Regions from separate parts of the Sus scrofa genome. Here region 1 is linked to region 2. A link is a contact called in public HiChIP or PLAC-seq data. All regions are on one chromosome and are shown on one strand. Each heading gives the region's core, a stretch centred on a gene start, on an enhancer-like site or on the middle of the called end of the contact. The rest is flanking DNA. Distances are from core to core; before and after follow the strand shown.

Region 1 (4,895 bases), core at 2,017-4,516, 160 kb before region 2:
TAGGGCTGCACTCGCGGTATGTGGAAGATCCCAGGCTAGGGGTCCAATCGGAGCCATAGCTGCCGGCCCACGCCACAGCCACAGCGACCTCAGACCCAAGCCAAGTCTGCGACCTACACCACAGCTCATGGCAACGCCAGATCCTTAACCCACTGAGCAAGGCCAGGGATTGAACCCTCAACCTCAGGGTTCCTAGTTGGATTCATTTCCGCGACACTGCAACGACGGGAACTCCTAGAATTACATTTTCTCTTTGCTGGATTCAACAATTGCCTAATTTATTTGCTTATTGACTTTTCTTTGTACCTGTTATGTACTGTCACCAAACTCTGAAGAAATCCTTTTAAAATACTCAAACACATCAGGCATTCCGTGGACTGACTTCTTCCTGAAGCTTGTCTGCAGAAGGCCTCCTACCTCGGTCTGCATGGCATCTTGCTTCCATCCTGGCATTTCTGACCGCTCTCTTCGCTTGGATTCGCTACTGTGTGGGTCCTAAATATTCCTTTTTCTTGACCCCTTCATTGTAGAGAATATCCTCCAGCAGCTTTCAGATATAAAGTATTTGGTAGATATTATTTTTGGGCTGTGTATCTGAAGATATCTTTTTTTTTGTCTTTTTAGGGCTGCATTCGTGGCCCCAGGCTAGCGGTCGAATTGGAGTTGTAGCTGCAGCTGCTAGCCTATGCCACAGCCATAGCAACAGTGGACCTTTTAACCCACCGAGCGAGGCCAGAGATGGGACCCACCTCCTCATGGATTCTAGCTGGGTTTCTTACCGCTGAGCCATGATGGCAACTCCTGTATTTGACGGTATCTTCATTCTACCCTCACACTTATAACCGGTATTTTGATTTGAAGTAGAATTTCATGTTAGAATTTTCTTCCAAATTTTGAAATTTAGTGCTCCATTGAATTTTAGCTTCCCGGAATTCTGTTGAGAATTCCATGCTGTTCTGATTTCTATCCCTAAAGGTGATCTGTTCTTCCTCATGGAAACTCTTTAGGATGCTCTCTCTATCCCTGGGGTCCTGGCATTTTGTGGTGATGTGTCTCCTCATGGATCTTCATGGGTTTGTTGTGCTGGGCTTTCAATGCACCCTTTTCATATGAGAACATGTCTTTTAGATCTGAGAACTCTTAGATTATTGCTTGAGTAGTTTTTTCCTCTTTCTGTTCTCTTTCGTGTAACTATTTTTCAGACATCAAATTTCTTAATCTTTTAATTTTGTCTCTTTCTCCCTTTTTGTTCTAACATCTGAGAACTTATCAAATTTATCCTTTATCAATTTTTAAATTTAAATTAATGCTTTAGGAGTTTCTGTCATGACTCATCAGGATCCATGAGGATAGAGGTTCGATCCCTGGCCTTGCTTCATGGGTTAAGGATCCTGTGTTGCCGTGAGCTGTGGTGTAGTTTGCAGACTCAGCTAGGATCCTGAGTTGCTGTGGCTGTGGTGTAGGCAGGCAGCTGCAGCTCCTATTCGACCCCAGCCTGGGATCTAGCACATGCCGAGGGTGTGGCCCTAAAAAAAAAGAGACTAAATCAGTAAATAAATTATTGCTTTAACTTTCAAGAGCTCTTATTTTCTGAATATTTTTATATAACTTTTTCTTTCACTGATATATTATCTTCAGAGACTGCAGATAATAAAGTTTTTCATAACATTTTTTCCTCTTCCTAGTGTTCTGTTTTCTCCCCCCCAACTTCCTCAAATGTCGTGGACCCTTGGTCATCTGTGAATGTGTAGAAGGAGGCAGACAGTGCTCTTTGGAAGCTCTGCGGGGTAGAGCTAAGTGCTGCCAAGGGGCAAGACTCATACAGGCACTCGGTCGGGGCTATGGTCCGCCTGCCTCCTCTGCCTCCACAATCTGGCCCCACGTCTGCGCTGTCTGTCAGTGAGGCTTCTGCTCCTAAAGCCTGGAGTCCCTGGCTGCTCCCTCACACCAGCTGAAACCCTGGCACTCTCTTTCCTAGGTTGCTCCTTCTGCCTCTCAAGTCGTTCCTCCGCTGATCTTGTCTCAGATCCTACCCATCCTTCCAGGCTCAGCTCTCATGGTCTTTTTGCTGCCTTCTTCACCCTCCATGTTATAAAACTTACTCTACGTTTCACTTGTTCCCTCATCTTTGAGGTGGGTATTTGTCTCCCCAACCACATGTGTGCTGAAGACTAGAGACAATTTCACACACTTGTTGGTGTTGACCCTATGGTGCCCAACAAGTATTTGGTGCTGAGAACTGTTTTCTTGATGTTAGGGGGAAAAAAATCGACAGGAAATGAAAGCCGAATGCAGAGATTCCTTTCCAAACTGTCTAATACACACATACATCCGGTGTCACTTCAATTTGGTAATGCTTTTTGAGTGCTTGATCTGCAAGAGACTCTGCAGGAACAATATCTGACCATCTTACTTCCCTGATTGTAGCCTCTAGCCCCTGGTGCTTACGGCAGCCCTCCTGAGGTATGCCATGTGTAAAGACAGGTTTTCCGATGTACCTTAAGTAACTTGACATTATTAATACATTAAACATTATTTACTTAAAAAATAAAAACTAGATTGGCTGCCAAAATGTTCTTTTGGTTGTAGAGAAAAGGGTGACATTGTGGCCAGAGGAATGGCAACTGTGTATAATCGGAAGCCTGCCTTATCTCCCAGCCTACTGTGAACTTTACTGGTCTTAAGGCAGCTGCAGAAACGAGGTCGAGGTGACTCGCGTCCTCGCCTCCTCCCCTGCGGCGGCTGCTCGTCCGGAGCTCTCGGCTCTCTCGCCCCGTTCCAGATCCGCAAGCCTGCGCATCAACAGCTCTGGGCTCCAGGGCCGTGGTCACAGCAATGCTCAGAAGCTCCCCTTCATCTGGAGCTTGCCGTGCTCTGCTGTGTTCGTCGGCGCGCTCCGGGAAGCGCTGTCCTCAACGCAAAAGGCCATCGTCTAACCAAGGTCCCTCGGCCGGGAAGCCCACGCGTTCAGGCCCGCCTGCCTCCTGCGAGGGCCGGGACTCAGGGACTTTCTGCCTTCTCCCAGCAGCGCGCCCCGCCCTCCGAGCGCCCTAAAGCCGAGCCGCGGTGTCAAGACCCCAGCCGGCGCGGCCGGGCGAGCCTGCGGAAGCCGAGCGAGGTGCGACCCCGACCTCGGAAGAACCGCGAGGTTTCCGCGGCGACGGCCGCGGCGCCCGCGCATCTCGGCCCTCCCCTTCCTCCCCCCGCCCGCCACCCGGCGCCTCCCGGGTCCGTCTCGCAGGCCCCGCCCCAGGGCGGTCCTTCGAGCGGAAGCGCCCGAGCGGAAGCGGAAGTGCGAAGCGACTGCGGCGGGCCGAGAGCGGCGCGGGCGCATCTCTGTGCTGGCGCGTCTCTAGGTAGGGCCGGGCCTGCGGGCCCAGCGCGTCCGGACCGGCTCTCGGCCGTCGCCTCCGCGCGGTTGGCCGAGCTCGCGGTTCTGCGCCGTCACGGTCCCTGGGCCGCGTGTCCCTGACCGTCCGACCCCACAACCAGGCACCCTGCCTGCGCCTTCTGGCGCCGTCTTGGCCCAACCCCTCCCCAGAGAGAGGTGTGCAGTTCCGGGTCGGCGTGCGGTCCCTGGACCTAGTGAGCCGCATCGCTGCTCCTGCCGTCCCCTAAGGAGGCGTCCTCTGATCTCTCCGCTTGGTCTCCGAACTCGGGCGCCTTCCCTCACTCGTCCAGCTTTGCTGAGCCGGGGTCCCAGCACCCAGCAAGCACCAGTTCTCCAGGGAAGGAAAGGCCGGTGGGATGACGCCCCAGGAGCTGAGAGGATGATTAGTTCAAGTTGGCCGACGAGGGCCCAGAAGTTTCTGTATGGGGGGGGAGGGTTGAGCTGAATTTCCCATAAGAGTTGGGAGGTGCTGAGGAGCAAGAGGCCGTTGATTTCCAGCAGAGGGAACAGAAGACATGTGGGATTGAGACAGTCTGACGTGTTCCGGAAAGAATGTTGCTTGGAGATAGGAATGGAAGGATGCTCAAGAGATTTGGGAGCAAGGAAGTGATGTGATCCGGGTCCTAATGTTAAAAGGGTCTGGCAGGTGTAGGGTGGTGGTGGGGTGACTGCACTTGGTAAGAGTGTGTGTGCAGTCGTTTAGGAAAGAGAAGTTTCAGAACTGAAGATCTGGAAATGGTAGTAGAGCTTGGAGATGAGATTGATGCGAAAAAAGAGGTGGTGGTATTTCCATTGATTTCCAGATTTTCGGCCGGAGCATTTGAGTAGATAATTCAAAGAGTGAGGGACATGGAATGGCAGATGTGCAGCATCAGTTTCCTCTCCTTTCACCTCCTAAATATGGCCTGCAGCTGTGCTCTGTGCTTCCTCCGTGTCTGGTGTCATCCTTGGCTTTGTCCTCCAGTTCTCTGTCATTTCTGAGTCGTGGCCTCCCATCTACGTGCTGACCATGTTTGGACCATGCTGTTAGGAGCTACCCTCTCTGACCACCACAGACTTCACACCACGCATTCTCTGTATGTTGATCTCCCCATCACCCCGGCTCTGCTATCTCTAAGCTGTGCCACAGCTGCTCACCGCCGCCCCAAACACACTCACCTTGCCGTCCCTCTGTCTCAGGACTCCAGCTGTGCATTCCTTAGTGCTTGTGTTCAGGGAGACATTGAAAACACTTGGCTGTGTTAGGTCGCCCACTGCTCATCTCCACACATACCGTTTCTTGACCACCTTATGTGCTAGTGTAATTTCTAACCACCTCGTCCTCCAGACATGGAAATCTGTAATCACTCCTGGCCCACCTGTGAACTGAGAAGACTGCAGTAGGTGAGGTCTGAGGACACTTAGAGTTTTTAGTATTCTGAGGTTCAACCCCCCTCCGCAAGCCTAGACTTGGTGTCATTTATGGGGCAGATTTAAAGCTAATGATGTTCAGACCTCAAGGGTC
Region 2 (4,822 bases), core at 1,749-4,248:
CTTAACTCACTGCTCAGGGGCAGGGATCAAACCCGCATCCTGTTGGATACTAGTTGGGTCCGTTTCCCCTGAGCCAACATGGGAACTCCTCTTTTTCCTTTTTTTTTTAAATGGTCATGCCTGCAGTGTATGGAAGTTTCTGGGCCAGGAACAGAATCTGAGCCAACGGTGCACTGTGGCAACACTAGATCCCTTAACCCACTGTTCCAGGCCAGGGCCAGGAACTGAACCTATACCTCTGCAACTACCTGAGCCCCCGCAGTTGGGGACTTAACCCACTGCACCACGATGAGAACTCCCTGTTTTAATATATTGAGTTATGGTGAGAGCAGAAAATCCAGATGGAAATGTTTTATTTAAGAAAGCAGAATCAAGGAGTTCCCTGGTAGCTCAGTGGGTTAAGGATTCAGTGCTGTCAGTCACTGCAGTGGCTGGGGTTCAATCCCGGGCCCCAGAACTTCCACATGCTGTGGGTTTGGTAAAAACAAACAAACAAACAAACAAACAAAACAAACCAAAAAACCTCCAACCAACCAACCAACCAAAAACAAGCCAGAATGGAGGGGCTGATAAAAGGTAAAATTGAAAGAACCAATTTGGGAATATCCTCTCTTAATGAGACATGTGAGAGTACTCAGTGACAAATGTGGAGCCTAATCACTTGGCATTTAACCACATTTAGTCAGAATAGAAAAAGACATAGCACTAAGTCTTATATTGTAGAAGCAAAGGCTGCCCAAGAGCCAGCAGCAATAAACACTAAAGAAAAAGAGCACAGACTGAGTTATGTCTACATTGTTAAAGGTAAGTTAATAATCAGAAAACCACAAGAAACTAACTTTTAGGGCAGTAACAGGATTACAGATGCTAAAAACTGAGCAGAGTGTAATGAGTACTGAATACCTTATGAGTCTTATACAGAATCTGTAACTGCCTCATGAAATGGGTTCAATACTCATTTTATAACTTCTTCATCAATTGTCACAGAAAATATTTAATAAAAGTGCAATGATAAAAGCATACATCAACTCAATGCAAGAGAGCTATGGATTCAAGTCCTGGGGTTCAACTTCACACCAGATCAGTGACGTCATATTAAAGAAATGTAACATCTAAGGGCCCAGGTTCATTCTGAAAACGGAGGCGTATACCATCTAACACCCAGTCAGCATAAGGACTGAAGAAGATAACTGCTTTCAGTTTACGAGATGCTTCTCTTCTGATTCTCCCCTTAAGCTAGGAGTAGCTAAGGAAGATAAGGAACTCTGGGTTCAAGAAGTTGTAAGGGGGAGTTCCCATTGTGGCTCAGTGGGTTAAGAACTCAACAAGTATACAGGAGGATGTGGGTTCGATCCCTGGATCCCTGGCCTGCTCAGTGAGTTAAGGATCTGGCGTTGCTGCAAGCTGCAGAGGAGGTTGAAGATACACTCAAATCTGGCACTGCAGTGGCCAGAAAAAACCTCCAACCAACCAACCAACCAAAAACAAGCCAGAATGGAGGGGCTGATAAAAGGTAAAATTGAAAGAACCAATTTGGGAATATCCTCTCTTAATGAGACATGTGAGAGTACTCAGTGACAAATGTGGAGCCTAATCACTTGGCATTTAACCACATTTAGTCAGAATAGAAAAAGACATAGCACTAAGTCTTATATTGTAGAAGCAAAGGCTGCCCAAGAGCCAGCAGCAATAAACACTAAAGAAAAAGAGCACAGACTGAGTTATGTCTACATTATTAAAGGTAAGTTAATAATCAATTCGACCCCTAGCCTGGGAACTTCCATATGCTGTGGGTGTGGCCCTTAAAAAAAAAAAAAAAGTTGAGAGGTACCCAAGGACTACACTGCCCTTCCATGACAGAAACAATGCTAAAATCACAGCCTTCCACTTTCTTTGCAACATACCCCAACAATCTGCATTAAAATTTCAAATCCATAAGGAACTGTTAACCTGGTTATCTTAAAAGACCATCTGTTTGTTTGAATTGGGTGTGTATGTTTTAATATACAAAGTTTGATGGGTAAACTATAAACACTACTTAAATATACAGCTCTTTACTCTTAGGAATCCTAAATAGTGTCTTTCCACAACCTACTTCTTTTAGTGTACTATCAAGGAAAAGTATTATTTAAGAAAATCTGGTAATTAAAAAAAGAAAGACAACTTGAATGCAATATGCAAGAATATACCTTTAAAGGACTCCCCCCCCCCGAATTTATGCAAACCCTTAAAAACAAGCACTGACCAATAAAACTAGGTCTGGCCAGTTTCTGTCATTTAAAATAACAGAAAATGATGTTGTTTGATCAGCCCTTTTAGCTACAGACACAACTAAACCTAAGGACACTGTTAATCAACCATAACTCTTCAATCTCAGATGCTCAATCCGCCCCTCATCTCCTAGCGCGAGATACATGCTCAGACAGTAAGGAGAGATAAGATCCATTTTTAAAGCTCTTGCAGAACAGAGGGCCAGATCTCAATTCCTATCTACTGTCTCACTTCCGCAAAGAGCAGACTACAAACACCTGGCTGTCCACATTCAAGACCCAGTTTCCAGCCTGTAAAGGGAAGCTGTGAAGAACAAGACGAATTGAGCAAACACGGAGAGGAGGTGGCGGGGCAAGATTTGGCAGCCGCGCCAACGGGCTTAGCGACATGGGGGCGAGGGGGGCGAAAGAGAAAGTGTCGGCTCCCTGGGCTTTACCCTCCATTGAAAGCGTAGGGCGAAAAGCGCAGCTGCGAAGGACCCGCGGCGCTATGAGGATCCATGGCCAAGTCTCTGCCGGGGACAGAGTACGCTGCTACCGAAGACAACATCGCGCCGCTCAGCTCCTGCTGTCTCACGGCGAGATGGCGGCCGACCGGAAGTCGGGCCACTTCCGGCTTCCGTGGCGCTGCCTCCGGCCGCTCTATCTCCCGCCGGTCGGTCGTCGCTCCTGGAAGCCAGAGCCGTCCCCTTCCGCTTCTCAGCCTGAGCCTGCTCTTCCGAGAGAGCTGACGGAGAGGGGAGGGTTGTCTCTCCTAACTAAACATTCGAAATCATGGATAAAAATTTTAAAATCTGACCTTACAAAGAAATTGGCAAAACTATGGAACAGTGGAAACTCGAAGACTCTATGGGAATGTAAGTTGGTACAGCCATAGCTCGAAAAGAGATTGGCATACCTTGACATGGTTGAAAATAAGCACACCTTATGACCCAGCAGTTCTACGCCGAGGTACGTACCCTAGCCAGAAAGATGTGTAAGGATAAGTCTTGTTCTTAATGACCCAGAACTGGCAACGATCCAAATGTCCACATACTGCAGAATGAATAAAACAACTGATGTTTTTTTCGCGAATGTTTTGTAGATAGTTTTGTATCCAGGACAATACCTGAATAAATACAATATTTCTCTCCATAGCCATCAAAGGGATGTGACACAGCGTAAAAAAAAAAATAACAGACTGCCAGCTAGAGGGAAGGCACATCAACATGGATGAGTCTTAAAACGTTGAGCAAAAGAGTGCCTACTATATACCTTAGGAGTACACAGTGAGAAGGAAGGGCCTGTTTGGCTGGGTATAGGTGAGGGTTCTGGTGCTGGCAATACTGGGTTTCTTTATTTGATTTAATACTATCTTTTAATCTCTATATGTGTTTATGTACGTCTTATTATATTTTACAGCTTAAAAATGTTATTTAAAAAAGGCAAGCAAGCAATTGGCTAATATCGATTGATTACCTGATATACACAATTCTGGAAGCAGAAAAGATTTTTGAAACCTAAGTTTTTAAATTAAAACTTTAAACAAAGGGTAAAGCAAAAGATTTTCTTTGATAGTTATGGAGAGAGAAGTATTTATTCAGGCACCATCCTGGATACAAAAATATCTATACAGCATTTCCTATCATTAAGGAGCTCACAACCTCACTGGTTATATGAAATACAAAGGAAGCAAATTAACAAGCATTACAAAATGTGATCATGCCTAAATGATCCACAGGAGAGGGACTCTGGGGCCCAACTACTGTGAAAAGACTGCATTAGACGGTAGCAGAAGAATTAAAATATAATCGAGTCTGTAAACCAGGCTGTCTGTTTTTGTTTTTCTTATCATTCTACATGTTTGAGAATAGCTAACATGCTTAACGTGTGCCAGGCACAGTTCATACATTTCCTTAATCTATCTCACAATGTCCTTCGAAGACTAGTGCTATTATTACTCCAACCTACAACGAAGAAACTGAGGCAGAGAGACCTGATAACTTGCTAAACGTCACTCCGCTAGTCAGTTTGAACGGTCAGCATTTAAATATCAATATCTTGCTTAGATTACCAATCAGAAAAGGCCCTGGCGGGGTGGCCTCGCCGGAAGCGCGAAGGACTCCGCCCCACCCCATGTTTCCCTTCAGCCGAGTACCAGGGAAACATAGGAAGTGACGCAATGCCCACACTTCCCATGGCCGCCGCTCTAGCGTGGGCAACTCGCGGAAGCTGAGAGGTGAACTGGCGGAAGTGACGTTGTCAACGCGCGCCAGGAGTTCTGTAGGGTCGGGAAGGGTCGCCGTGGCGGGCGCCTGGGCTTCCTGCAGGTTAACTTCTTTTTCGCCTGCCGGTAGTAGTCTGTGCAGTGACTCCAGGTAACAGCCCTTTTAGCTTTTCTCTTCCCTGAGGATTCCTGCAGAAGCGACTACTGCATCGAGGCCCCGGGTCCATAGCGGGAAGAGGCGCGGAGTGTATGGGGAGGCCGCGCGGAGGCCGTTCCTCCCGCTCGTGCTGCCGCAGCTCCGGCCTGTACCGGCCGCGCATCCCGCTCGGTTCCCTCCTCTGCTGTG

The links. HiChIP or PLAC-seq counts read pairs in DNA pulled down with a chosen protein or histone mark.
Region 1: a contact with region 2 is called in an H3K27ac HiChIP or PLAC-seq map of alveolar macrophages. The contact joins the promoter of FAM120B here to the promoter of TBP in region 2. A contact is called at or near these places in 2 of 47 Hi-C or Micro-C datasets (blood and fetal skeletal muscle) and 2 of 2 datasets of contacts at active chromatin or transcription factors (alveolar macrophages and skeletal muscle).

What each region holds. Positions count from the first base shown.
Region 1 is chr1:185,154-190,048 of Sscrofa11.1, reverse strand. FAM120B (constitutive coactivator of peroxisome proliferator-activated receptor gamma) reads left to right here and starts at 3,266. Exons shown (of 9, transcript XM_021085513.1): 1 at 3,266-3,356.
Region 2 is chr1:21,851-26,672 of Sscrofa11.1, reverse strand. TBP (TATA-box-binding protein) reads left to right here and starts at 2,998. Exons shown (of 5, transcript XM_021085495.1): 1 at 2,998-3,221. PSMB1 (proteasome subunit beta 1) reads right to left here and starts at 2,846. Exons shown (of 6, transcript NM_001244353.1): 1 at 2,708-2,846. The coding sequence starts at 2,820.